Linked DNA regions of Gossypium hirsutum: regions 1, 2 and 3 are each linked to region 4. Evidence: chromatin contacts called from public Hi-C data. All regions are on one chromosome and are shown on one strand. The core of a region is the stretch at or near the end of the contact, and the rest is flanking DNA. Distances in the headings are between cores, read along the strand shown. Region 1 holds the start of LOC107920342 (molybdate-anion transporter). Region 2 holds the start of LOC107917531 (protein ROOT PRIMORDIUM DEFECTIVE 1). Region 3 holds the start of LOC107952707 (homeobox-leucine zipper protein ANTHOCYANINLESS 2). Region 4 holds the start of LOC121203502 (probable transcriptional regulator SLK2).

The links. Hi-C and Micro-C count contacts between places; a contact is called where the count stands out from the background.
Region 1: a contact with region 4 is called in a Hi-C map of hypocotyl, with 3 times the contacts expected there. The contact joins the promoter of LOC107920342 here to the promoter of LOC121203502 in region 4. A contact is called at or near these places in 4 of 34 Hi-C or Micro-C datasets (hypocotyl and leaf).
Region 2: a contact with region 4 is called in a Hi-C map of hypocotyl, with 3 times the contacts expected there. The contact joins the promoter of LOC107917531 here to the promoter of LOC121203502 in region 4. A contact is called at or near these places in 3 of 34 Hi-C or Micro-C datasets (hypocotyl and leaf).
Region 3: a contact with region 4 is called in a Hi-C map of leaf, with 1.7 times the contacts expected there. The contact joins the promoter of LOC107952707 here to the promoter of LOC121203502 in region 4. A contact is called at or near these places in 5 of 34 Hi-C or Micro-C datasets (callus and leaf).

Annotation. Positions count from the first base shown.
Region 1 is chrD08:34,099,352-34,102,551 of Gossypium_hirsutum_v2.1, reverse strand. It overlaps LOC107920342 (molybdate-anion transporter), which reads left to right and starts at 1,456. Exons shown (of 8, transcript XM_016850007.2): 1 at 1,456-1,849; 2 at 2,772-2,916; 3 at 3,012-3,180. The coding sequence starts at 1,699.
Region 2 is chrD08:35,575,074-35,578,651 of Gossypium_hirsutum_v2.1, reverse strand. It overlaps LOC107917531 (protein ROOT PRIMORDIUM DEFECTIVE 1), which reads right to left and starts at 1,558. Exons shown (of 4, transcript XM_016846873.2): 1 at 1-1,558. The coding sequence starts at 1,336.
Region 3 is chrD08:35,415,208-35,418,596 of Gossypium_hirsutum_v2.1, reverse strand. LOC107952707 (homeobox-leucine zipper protein ANTHOCYANINLESS 2) reads right to left here and starts at 1,979. Exons shown (of 9, transcript XM_016887869.2): 1 at 1,526-1,979; 2 at 130-339; 3 at 1-30. The coding sequence starts at 338.
Region 4 is chrD08:34,800,087-34,803,668 of Gossypium_hirsutum_v2.1, reverse strand. It overlaps LOC121203502 (probable transcriptional regulator SLK2), which reads right to left and starts at 2,269. Exons shown (of 10, transcript XM_041100130.1): 1 at 2,173-2,269; 2 at 523-1,541; 3 at 92-223. The coding sequence starts at 1,431.

The sequences.
Region 1 (3,200 bases), core at 207-2,706, 700 kb after region 4:
AAGATATTTTCATAAAAACTATTTACAAGTTGAAAATACAAGTAGGATTTTTGGTAATCAAACTGAAAATATTGCTACTAATGAAATAAAATTTTAGAATTTAGGAGAATCATCTACTCAACCAGTCCCACATAGAATAGATGATTTAAACAAAAGAAATGTTGCCCAAGGAGGAATATATTTAGATCTAACTAATATTCCTATAGCAAACTATGAAAAAACCATAGATGATTGGGCACAATCTATGACTATAGTTGTTAACAACAACATGTGGTCAAAAGAAAAAATTTTAAACTACTTTGTTGGAACATTTCAAGGAGATGTTTTACAATTCTTAAGAAGATGGGAAGAATCAGAAAAAGGAAGAGAACAGAAAGGGCAGTTAATCAACTAGATTGAAACTCCTAGAAATTTATTAAAAAAGTTAACTTTTATTCTAAAAATAGAATTTTGTGGATATACTGATAAAAAAGATCAAGAAACTACATATCTACTTATTGCATTTAAGAGATTTATCAATACCTAGAGATTGGATAATAGATAGGATAAGTAGTGCAAGTACTTCTAAACCCGTAAGTACAATAGAATATATGTCGTTCGGTGATAAATTATATTTTAAAAATACAGCTATAACAAATACAAATGATAATTTGGTTTTACCCTTAAATACTCAAATAGAGGAAGATGAGGAAAACCCAAGTAGAAGTTTTATATCTTCAACACCGATAAGAATGAAAACAGTTCAATTCCTATTTTTCCCACAGAACCAAGTAGAAACTCTGTATTTTCTAGAAACACTAGAATGAAAGAAATACAAACTTCGATAATAATCCAACAAATGAAACTTGGAATAAGTGATGTAATTATATTTTCAAATTTCCAGTCTAGGAAATATTACACATATATTGAAATTACACTTCAATTTAAAGAATTTAAAATATATTATTTACATGCTTTATTAGATACTAGAGCTACAACTAATAGTTGTAGAAAAAATGTCATTCTTTTAGAAAAATAGGAACCTATGAAACATCCAATAAAAGCTAGTAATGAAACCATAATTCAATATAAAGTTAGAAATGTATCAATCTACATAAATAATGTAAGATTTGTGAAACCTAAAATATTATGTTTTTCAAAAATGCATGGAGATATATTATTAGGTAATAATTTTATATATCAACATTTATTATTTTTTATTAATAAAAATTTAATTATGTTATCTATAAAAAAATACTAAAATAAATATCTTCACCCCACAATGTGATCCAAGGGCCCACAGAAGGGGCCCACTTCATTTGATCCTCGTTGAAGATCCAAGACGCGTTGTCCATAGATCTTAACCCACCGACATGTCCTCCTTGTTACTCTTCATATGAGACAACCCAATCCCGCCACGTGTCGGACCTAAAACCAAAAAGTCCACCTAAAAAGTGACCCAAATGTTAAAAGCTCGTCTTTCGCGGTTTTCATCTAATATTTACTCATCCTCACAAGTTCTCCCACCACGCACTCGTCATTGTACCTCACTCTTTTTAATGATTAAATCAAATGTACAACAACTAAGGACACTCCAAAAAGAAGCCACTGAAGCAGAGGCATGTGCAGGAAATAGAAACCCAATATCCATCATTTTTTCTTGCTGGGTATATCTCATATCTCTCTTAGTAATTTGCGTTGGAGGGCCAGGCAGCAGCAATGGAGCTGTTCTACTTCGTCGTGTTCGGGGCATTGGGAGCGGTGGTGGCCGCATTAGAGCTAAGCAAGACCAGCAAGGACCGAACCAACACGTCCCCTGCTTTCAATTCCTTCAAGAACAATTACCTTCTTGTCTACTCTCTCATGATGGGTAACTAACTACCCTCGTTTCGTTTTACCCAGATCTGATTTCCATTTCTATCTTTGGATCTCACTTTTTTTTTTTGTTTTACATTAACATGGATCTGATCTATTGTTGGACTTTTTTAATGAATTTAGATACCCATTTCCTAGATTTGCTAGTTTTTGTTATTTTTTCCCGTTTTGGTGGATAATGTTCTTGTCATTAATGACTACTTTGAACAATACTGTTTCTATTTGCTTTGGAAATGGAAAACGGGATTCATTCATTTGATTTAGCTTGTAAAAGACAAGGAATTAGTACTTGAAAATGACTTCCTATAAGTTGTATGTCGATTTTTAGTCCGTTTCTGTTTTCTGGTTGAGACGATGGATTTGGTTTTTTTTTCGGTGGGTCTGAGACAGGTCGCTATTGCTTGGGTTCTAGGCCCTCTTATTGATGATGGTCTTGAAAAAAAAATTGAGAATTAAGTCTATTTTCTTGGAGCTTGAGTAAAGTCTACTTCTGCCGAGTTTAGTCTGCCCCATTAAGATTTTTTTCCTTAGATAGTAAAACTAGCTGAAAGCTAAATAAAGTTGCATTAAACCCTTGAATTAGTTTCTTGGTAATAGAAGGAGTGATGGCGCTTTCTAGTTGTCTCCTTGGGATGCAACTGGTCAGTAATTTGACTTATTGTATCAAAATTTGCTGTTAAGCTAGCATTTGAAAATGCCGTGAAAAAAAAAAAAGGTTAGCACTTTAGCAAGTCTTTCTTTGATTAATATGCATAATAAACATGTAGCTTCATTAGTGTAATGCACGACATTTGTTCTGAGGTATGATCGTATCTGTAGTTATTTTTTCTGGTAATTGTGAAAGATTAACATTCTTATATTGTGGTAATTGGGCATATTCTAGCTTGCTGTTCTAATAAATGGTTATGTGTCAATAGCTGGAGACTGGCTTCAGGGTCCATATGTTTACTATCTGTACAGTACATATGGATTTGGAAAAGGGGAGATCGGACAGCTTTTTATTGCTGGTTTTGGCTCTTCCATGTTGTTTGGGACAATTGTTGGATCTCTAGCTGACAAACAGTAAGCTTTTACTTTGGCTTCTGTTGTGATATATTGTGCTTTATGGATGAAGTTTCTTGTCATGATACAAAAATACCTTCATTTTTTCAATTCAGGGGCAGGAGGAGGGCATGCGTTACATACTGCATAACTTACATACTTAGCTGCATCACCAAGCATTCTCCTGAATACAAAGTTTTGATGATAGGTCGTGTTTTGGGAGGTATTGCTACCTCTCTTCTGTTTTCAGCATTTGAGTCATGGCTTGTTGCTGAACATAATAAGGTGAGGCATTTCATCTATCC
Region 2 (3,578 bases), core at 309-2,808, 780 kb before region 4:
CAGCCTCATCTATGTCATCAGAAACAAAATCAGAATCTAAACTATATCCTTCCCTTCTTCCATCGTGCTCTATTTCATATTCAACCCCAAAATCTTTCACGTCATTTTCCATATAGTCTGGTCTAACACACACGATGTCATCAACTTCCGTATCCCTCCTATAGCTAACCAGTTCCTTATCCACCTTTGCCTTCCTAGAGCTTAGCAAAACTAACTCGCCCAACTTCCTTCTCGCCAAATACAAATCATTTGGCTCAATTAACTCCCCCTTCCTATAAGCTTCCCTAAGAAACACTGTATGAAGCTTCCCATAATTCCCCCTAGTTGAAACATAAAATATTCCCTGATGCTGAAGCAGAAAATCCTTCAACTTTTTAGGCAAATTCATCGCCATCCTAAAATGCGCAATCCTCTCCAAAGAAATCTTCTTCTCCACAGTCAATGACAACAACTCATGAATAGTTGCCACTGCCCTCTTTTCCATCCTCTTCAGAGCTTCCAATGACCTCAAGTCATAACCAGATACGTTCTCATAAGGCGACCAATACGGAACCCGTTGCCACTTCCAAACTGCAATCCTGTAATACTTACCAATCTTAAATCCAGGTGGAAAGTTAACAAGAAATGAGAACCTAACATCCTCAGCGTCAAGTCCTTTTTCTCTGTACTCTCTCTCTCTAACTTTCTCTATGGCACAAATAGCTAACTCGGGATCTCTTTCAACAATCTCAATGTACTTATTCCTTGCATCTCGAGCATCAAACAATCTAAAAAATTCAGGGTATTTGAGAATTACCGAGTACTCAAAATCATCAGGCAACCCAAATTCTTTCCTGGCAATCCGAACGTGTTCCAGTCTCAAACGGCCCGTGTTCGACATCATAACCAACTTCCTTAACCGGGTGACGGCATCAGGTAACTGGGCATGGAGTGCTTGTTTTTCTTGCTCAATTTGGAGATGGGCCTTCTGGGTTAGCCTGCAAAAGAGGATTCTGAGAACAGGGTGCTCGTAGATTTCGAAAACGTGGGGGAATTTAAGGAGATAAGCAGCGGCTTCGTTTTCTTTGAAGCCGAGACCAAGGCGACGAGCGAGAGAGTCGAAACGAGAGATGGGCAAGGTTTGACTTGGCTGGGAAAGAATGAGAGATTGGAATTTGAGGACTTTCCGGGTCTTTTTCTCCGCTTCCATGTAGTTGTCGAAACCGTGGTCGCGTACTCTGTCCTGTTTTTTAGGGATAGAGGTGGACTGGGACATGTGCATTATGGAGGTGAAAGGGAGAGGCGACGAGCTTCTGGGTTTGAGGAGGTTGCGAGTGTAAGAGAAGAACACCAGCATTGTATGAGATTGATTGATTCCGGGTTTAGGGTTTTTGAGCTGCGGCAAGTGGCACAGATTTTGAAACTAACGAAAAAGAAGGCGTCTGTTACTTGGCGGACTCTTTTCAGGAGTCTCTTAACCAGAAGCCGAATGTGATATGGACTCGACTGGATCCAAAATAGGGGTGCCTTCATTGTGGGTTTAAAGCAAATCTAATAATCCAGGCCTAACCTGAGCTACACTCATTTTCTTTTTTTCTTTTTTTTTTCTGAATTAGCTACACTCATATTCTTTGTTTTGTTAAAACTAGGTGTTTTAGTCGTACCATGTGGCAACTAGTTGTATATATCAATAAAAATATATTAAATTAATTTATAATTTATAATATTTAATAATTAAAAATATAAATTAATTTATATTTTAAATGTTATAAAAATAATATAAGTAATGAATTTAAATATCATTATTAAAAATAATAATATATGACACTAATATAATTTAATGCAAGAATTGTGTTCAAAAGATAGAGAAATTTTATTTTATTAATAATAGAATAGAGATAATGTTACATTACCAAATAATCTATTTATATTTTGGTGTATAACTCATACATCTCTTTGTTAATAGTTAAAATTTTCTTAACTTAAATCGGTGTATTCATCCCTGAGATTCTGATAAGGATGCGTGCGGAACATGATCGTAAATTTATCTAAGTCATAGATTTTGTTTAAGAATCTAAAGGAATGAAGAAAACTGGAGGTTGACACAACCTGAAAATGCAAACAATCCAAGTTAGATCTAATAATTAAAAGGGCAACAACTAAAACAAGTAATTAAGAAAGAAAAAGAGCGAGAAATTCGAATCAGATAAGGGTTCTTGAGAAACAGTCCAATTCGGCTATGTAAAGACTTATTCTTAATGAGTTCTAGCCGAATTAGGGTTGTCAAGATAAGAAAACAATGAATTATAAACAAATATGAACAATAAAGCAAAGAACCGAATGAAAAAACATAAGATAGTAACCCAAGATGATTCAGCTAGCAGAGTATGATGAAGATCCAAGCAAATAAGAGTGCTTTGGACTGATCTTGGTGAAAAAGAGGTTGCGAATTCAGATATGAAAAAAAAAACAGATTAGTTTTGATTAAATTGAATAAAAAGAAAATCAAAGAACAAAATAAGAAAAGGCAGCCAAGAAGTCTAAGAATGAATATAATAGGGTTTATTAGGGGAGAAGAAACCATTCTTGAACCAAAAGAAGGCCTCCAACTAGATCTGAAACACAATCAACAAAGCAGTTTATTAGAATGAAGAATTAAGCCAAACAAAAATTGTTTTGCAACAAAAAAATTTCAAATTAACAAGAAAAGAAAAAAACTCCTATTTTTTAGTGTTTCTTGATGTATAATGATGGGAGAACATCTTCTCTTTGTTGATTAAGACCTATAAATAAATCAAACAAAGATTAGATTAGAAAAAAAACAAGAATCGAATGGAAAACTAAAGAAAAGCAAGAAGAAAGATAGAAGAAGATAAAGATGGCATGTAGAAGTTCTAAGGACCCTTGGAAACAATATGAATCCATAACCTCTTTTCAAACAACTCTAATTTCTCCTCCAAGAAAGATACACTGGCAAGAAAAGCTTAAAGATGATTCTCAAAATCTAAAAAGATTGTTAAAACTCTTCTAAAAGAAAACTCAAGAGAAATTCTTGAAGAGAGAAACTTAAAGAGAACTTTATTAACTCAAAAGAGAATGAATGAATTAATGAGTTACAAGGGGGACACACTATATATAGCCACCCAAATCCTAATTATTATCCTAAATGTAACACCTCTTCCTGACCTGATTGTCATGTTCGAGTTACGGGATGCTACAACTTGTTGGATCTGGTGCCTAAGTGTAGTATTTTTGTCTAAGTACAATTGTAATTTTTTTGAACAGATTGGTTAATAAAATTATTCATAAAATACATTAATACTTTGTATATTATCCTCACATGATTTTTGCATGCAAAGCACAATGGAAGCAAATGTTACTCATTGGTTGTTTAATGTTTAACTGATACTAAGCGGTATTACATGGTCAAATAGTAATAAGGAAAGACAACTTGTAAAGGCCCAAATTTAAGGTTATCGAAATAGTGGTTTCGTAACCACAAATCTGATTTAAAGAGAAAATTATTATTAATTTTTATGATTAATAGAGTGATTAGATATAAGTATTAGAGTGTTAATAAGAAAATTTATTGATTGCAT
Region 3 (3,389 bases), core at 730-3,229, 620 kb before region 4:
TCATCAGGATGAGGACACTCCTTGAAGAAACTAGAGAAGAGAGAGATAAACTTCAATAAGCAAATCCATAAATTAAAAATAAAGAGAAAAAGAATTCCTTAGGCTGAAGTGAAATGTAAGTAAGCATACGATTCAAGCTCTTGTATTTGACGTGGAGTGTGCCTGTGGTACTTCTTCTTCTTAGACGGTCCATCGGCAGCAGCATCCTGATCATCACCGGAAGCAACATCAAAATTATCACTTTCAGACCTAATCTCGTATCCGTCTTCCTTCATCCTCCCAACAAAACCCGGATCAAAGTTTTCCCCAATCAGCCCCATCTCACCATGACCATCCATTCTTTTCTGCACCAAAACCAAGTCCCCCTAATAAATGACCCATCTTAAAAATAATAACAAGCACACAGCAAAGCTCAGAAAAAAAAAGTAGGTAATAAATTAATTGAAGGACAATGCACTAGAGAGAGAGAGAGAGAAAGAGAGAGAGAGATGGGGGGGGAGGGGGAGGGAGATGAGACAGTACATATGAGAGAGAAAGTGAGGGAGAGCTTAGCATAGATATGGGAATATGTTGGGTGAGAAGAGGTGGCTCAACAATGGCATAACTTAGCATGCTGTTTTGTGGAACAAAATCAGCCACAACCACCCTTGCACCCGAACTACCACTGTCACTGCTGCTACTACTCTTGATCAAACCCCCAAAACTCATTAAATTAGGAAAAAAGAGACAGAAACCAATTATTTTTAATCTCACACTCCCTCTATTATTTCATGGCGTCTGTTTTTCTATGTTGATTGAAACGGTCACTATCACTTTCACAAGGTTGTGCTTCAGTTTTGTTTCGCTTTCTTATCCATTAATTTGACCTTACAAAACAATACCCAGATTGAGCTAAAGTCTAAAACCTTTTTGACAATTTCATCTCAACAAATACAGAATGACAAGGCTGTCTACCTTGTCAACGCCCATGCATGACACCTCTCTCTCTTGCTCTAAAAAACTAATATATCGTTCTCTCTCTCAAAAAAAGTCAGTTTAAGAGAGAGAAAACAGTGGAGGAACAGGACAAGAGAGACCACCTTTTAATCTTGTAATAATAATAATAAGAAACAACGAGTTCACACCTTCTCTTTTATGTCTTTACCTAAGTCCAGCGTCTCAGCCAGGGAAATCCCTGAAAAAACTCCATGGAAACACTGACAAATATGAAAACCCTAAATTTTCACAGCATCATGCTTGACCAATTGTTTGTCAGCATATTTGACAAAATTGAAAAGGACCCACAGAGAAAAGGAAAAAGCAAAACCAAAAACACAAAAAGGCAAAGCTTATCTCTTTCACATTCACACTATTCAAACACCATATGACGTAGCAATAACCAGAATCAAAGGCATGAAAAAACCCAGTTGACCTCTTTCTCTTTTTTTTCCCCTCTCTCTATCTTCCAGTGCAAGTAAAGAAAATAAACAGGCTGTAAGAAATAAATGCACAAAAACAAGAACCCAAACCCAGAAAAAGCTAGTACCTTTTTTATTTTTATTTTGACAGTGGGCAAAGGTCAGTGTTTTTGAACAGAGTGGAACAGATACAGGTTATCAGATCCTTCTCTCTCTCTCTATTTAACTGTTGGGATCTGTACAAAGAAGTAAAAAGGACAAAGTATATAATAAAATATATGAAAGCTTTTCTTTTTCTTTATTTTAGATTAAAAGAACCCCAAAAAAAATCACTACTAATTATAATGGTGGTTGGATCGTTGGAAGCTGTGAAGATACTGCAAGCTGACTTTACAAAGAAAAAGGGAGAGAAAATCAATAGTCAAACTCGTTAATCCTTTGTTTAATATCAAATGAAAAGGAAAAAAACTCTCGATCTTATAAACCCTAATGAAGACTGTAGCGATCTCTCATTCTCTCTGTCTTTTTTTCCCTTTAATTTTCAATTTTGATGGTATTTTCTTCCTCTTCTTTTTTCTCCCTTTGTCTTCCCCGTAAATATGATATTTAATTAATATAAAGAGGAAATCAAGAGCTTAATGCAGTGTGGGACCCACTACCTCCCAAAACCGGGTTTTGCCGTTTTGGGATATCCGCCTTTCACGCGCTACCCCCGCGCTTGTGTCTGTGCGCGACACTCGTAGTTTCTGGACGAGTTTAAATCCTGTGTGCTCGATACTCTCTACGCCCGCCTATACACTTTACGAATGGAACCTATCCCAAAATGACACGTAAAAGCTGAGATAAAATTCTGGGCATTCTGGGTACTGTTTAGGGTCAATACGGTACTTCTGCAAATATAGATGGGGACAGGGTCTAGATTCCTAAATCTAATTCGGCAGTGATAGTTGGCCTCTGTTGTAACCCTGATTTGGACGACAACTCATTTTTTATTTTTCTTTTTAAAATTTTAATTTTACAAATATATCTGACTTAAGATTTGGTTTTGATTTTAAGATTGTCTTAAGTTTTATTGTCACTTCAATTTCCCTAAGCTTAAGAAAATCAAAGCAATTATTGGAGGAAACGTTCACTAAACTCTTATTATATCATTTTCTAAGATAGATATGTTTGGTACATCTTTTCATTATAATATTTTTATCTTTTACAAGTAAATTTTACAGTTTATACTTAAAAGTTTATAATTATTTTTTAATAGTATCGTTTTAAAAATTCCAGCTAATATTATTTCCTTAAAAGTTTTATATTCTTCTTATTATAATGAGGGTTTAAATTTCGATTAAAACTAAATTAATTAATCAAATCAATTTAATTTAGTTAATCAATCGATTAATTTTAGTAAGAGTGTTTAAATTTTGATTAGAACTAAATTAATCAATCAAACCAATCTAATTTAGTTAATCAGTCGATTAATTGATCTAATTTGGACGAAGGTCGATTAATGATTTTTTTGAAAGTTCAGTTATCGGTTAATTCAATTCGAAATCGGGTAATTAATCGAATTAACCGAACTTAATAATTAATAATACAAATTACATGTAGTTTTAATTTGGATAATTCAGTTAAATGAATATTATAATTTATTTTTTGATATGTTTTATACTTGTTTTGACCAAAAAATATAAATTTCGATTAATTCGATTAATTGAAATATTTTGGTTCGGTTAATTTTTTTGAAAAAAATTCGGTTTAATTAACGATTAAAAGATTCAAAAATTCAGTTAATTCAGCTAATACTAGTTCAATTCGGTTAACCATTTAAATACCCCTACTTGTTGGTTTATTATATTTTTTAAGCTATTGAATTATTTAAATTATTTAATAAGTTAGGACTCATCATCATATGTATAAAACTTTTAATAAAAATAAAATAATTTCATAAAAATAACATTCTTTTGAATAATAAAAATCACATTTTTAAATACAATTAAT
Region 4 (3,582 bases), core at 1,020-3,519:
TCAGCACATCACAGTAGAAAGGCCTAAACTTCATAATAAAATGGTAAATTCCTCACATTAAAAACTAGAAAAAAGAAGCAAAAGGACTAACCATAGCTGCTTGAGGGAAAATGCCATGTGCATGACTCCCAACATTATCATACAAAGATAAACACCACCTTTTCTTGGCACGAGGAGAATAATATTCTGCCACAAATTTCCTCCAATATGCAATGGTATTGTCCTACAAATCCAAGAAGGCATAACAGTATTCAAAACACTTTGAACCTCTGCAATTACTAAGTTAAATATAGTTTATCTCAAGACTTCAACAACGAGAAAGAGAGCATGCATAAAAGCATACAGTAAATTTCTACAATAAGTTAACAATTACATAACTTCGACTGCAACAAGACAATTGAGCCTGCATAAGGGGATAGCAGAATTTCACAAAAAGATGCAATAGGATTGAAACTGCTAAATGAAAACAATTAAAATACAAGACTCTGCCATGCAGTTAATAATTAAAAAACATAAACTCACAGATGGCCTTTGGCGTTGATGATATAGGTATTGCATTAGCCGGCGAGCACATACACCATCAGAGGGACGCTTTATTGAGGCTACTTGCTGCATGTCCTGTTGTTGCAACTGCTTCCTCAATTGCATTTGTTGCTGCAAGTGGGCTCTCTGCAATGGTGGCATTGACTGTAACATTTGTTGTTGCCTAAGTCTCTGCTGCTGGATCAAGGCTTGTAATTGAGGGTTTTGACCTGGCAACTGCATGGAATCCTGTCTTTGCAGAAGTTGTTGCAACACCTGCTGCTGCAGAATGTCTTCTTGCTTGACATCTACTCGAGTTTTTTTCTGCACCTGGGATACAATATTAGGGTCTTGCACAAAAGTCCCTGGGCCTCGTGGACCCAGAGTAAGTGAAACTTGCCCAGTTTGTGAAATGGGCAAAGATGAAGCACTTGAGGCCCCTTGCTGCAGCTGCTGACTCTGCTGCATTTGTTGGACACTGGGGTCTTGATGTGAGCCACGCTGGCCAATAGAGGATCCACCAATGACCGATGAACCTGACATGTTTATATTGTTGGAAGAAAACGACATGGGCGATGCTGGCAGGCGCATATATGAATCTGCATTTATGCTAGCACTTCTCTGCAAATGGGGACCTCTTGAAAATGCCAAATTTGCATCTTTGACAAAAGAACTTGCCCCAACACTAGGTCCTGAGTTCGCCACATTGTTCAAGACAGCACTGTTCATGTCCCCCGAAACAGGAGCCAGATTAGGATGCCCAGTTCCAGGAATTAAATTAGATGAGTTCTCATAAGGTGAGCACAAGCGAGTGTTAACTACAACCTGGGACTGTCCATCTCCTTGGAAGAAAATTCCAGAACTTGAGGAAGATTGAGTTAACCCTCCAGCTACTCGTGAAGGTGCCATTGAATGTACTGCCCCCTGGTGGCTGGAGTTTAAATAGCTGTCCAGAGCCAGGCCTTTCTGATAACAAATGCGCCCTCAACAATTTGGCAGAGATCTAAAAGCAATGTATACTAGAAAAACCAGATAATAATTAGAATCCGAATTGCACATGCTTCAAGAGAACAAAGTTACAACGTTTCAAACGTTATTCCACTAAGACAAAATCAATCAAGAATGAAAACACAAAAAAAAAAAAATCCACTAAGCTTTCCAAGCCTAATCTCCACAATTTTAAGGAAACGAACTTCCTGAACTCCCCCTTCCCAAAGCCACACACCCCCTGAATAAAAACCCTAATTTTTGGACCCAAGTCACTAAGCCAAGAATGTATAACTGAAAACCTAAAACCCTTCTACCTTAAAAGAACATATCAGCAATCACGAGACCTACATCACGAAACGAACTACTAATTAAATTCTAATTAAACTTGAGTATCAAATAGATTACACGCATTAAAAATTCAGTGTAATTGAATTCCAATTACAAAAATAAAGTTCGGAGCAACAGATTAACCATAATTAAAACTTCATAGCAACTTAAACAGCAGTAATCACTTCAAATTAAAAAAGAAAATGAAAAACCGGTAAATTTTCCTGCTTTTAGTGATCGATCAAAGAAAGTTGGAACTCATGATATGATTTACACTATTAACAAAAAATGAAGAATAAATTACTGCTTAAAGAAAAAGAGAGAAGCTACTACCTCAAAATCGCAATAGAAAAGGCAAACGTTACTTTTTACTGTTTTTGGTTTTTTTTTTTTTAAATGACTTGATTTGGGGAAAAAAAAGTTCAGTGAGAGTTTTCAAGAAGTCTGCTTATATACCTAGCGGGAACGGTAGAGAGGGAGTTACCGGCTGCACCGGTAATTTTGCCCTACGTCACCGAATGTGTTGTATCACAAGGAGGACACGTGTCCTTCCCTTGATAGCACAACGAAGTCGATGTTAGATAGCAAAGTGGCGACGCGAGCTCGCAGCTAACGTGGCTAGACCTCATTCGTTGACCCCCAAGGCGGCTTATGATATATCGTGAGATGATGTCATTTTGGGTTATGTTTTTATTCCACTTTAAATATGATTTTTTTGGGGGGGGTTCGCTCTTTGTTGCTTATTGGTCCTGTTTTTTCCCTTCGAATTGAACATATTTTTGGTGAAATAGTGGACAATCTAAAAGCTGACAACAATAAATGGTGTCGAAGAACATTGAAGGCTTTTGTCAAAAGATAGAGCTGGAAATGATTAGTGTTAACAACAAATTATGTCCGCCTAGACAATTTCGAGTTTTTTGAGCTTTGATTTTATTGAATTATGAGATTATTTAGATTTTCTATACTTGGAATTGGGCCATTTATTGTTCAAAATTGAACTTGATTTTTATTTTCTTTGGCCCAGTTTGTTAAGGCCTAATGGTTACTTGATCAATTTTAAATTTGAATCCCAATTCATTTTTCAAGCTCAGATTCATTTCGGGTCTAATTTAAAACCTATTATTGGAGTAGATCCGTTTTAAGCGTGTGAACACTTCGTAAAGAGGACCTAAATTTTTAACCAAGCAAATTAACAGTACAACAAGCAGTACAAGAATTAAAAAACAAGTTTTGGAATACAATTTCGAAACAAAAACAGATCAAACACTAATAACATAAGATTTACTTATTAAACAAAAGCAATATTAACGCTAACACAGATTAAGAGAACTGCAGCCACCAATTTTCTGTTAATAATTAAAAAATTAATAAATCAGGTTAACGATTTTATTAAAATATGAAACTTTGAGCTTTAAGAAAAACACAAAAATTTTTTTTTTTTTGCTAGGTGTGAACGGTGACTTTTTCAAAAAGAAATTTCAAAACCTCTTTAAAACTGATAATTTTAAAGTCTACGTTAAAATCTAAAAAAAAAAATGGAGAGTTGGTTCCGCGTAGAGCAAGTTATAGCATCCCTACCATATCCAAAATTGGTACATTTATAATTACACAGTTGTCAAAAAAAAATTCAAAATTCAAATGTTGGAAATCTCATGTTTAATTGTGATCCCTTGAAATAAATCACTTATATTTTTTGAGTGAATTAAGTTTTTAAAGTACAATAATTTTCTGTATCTCCTGATG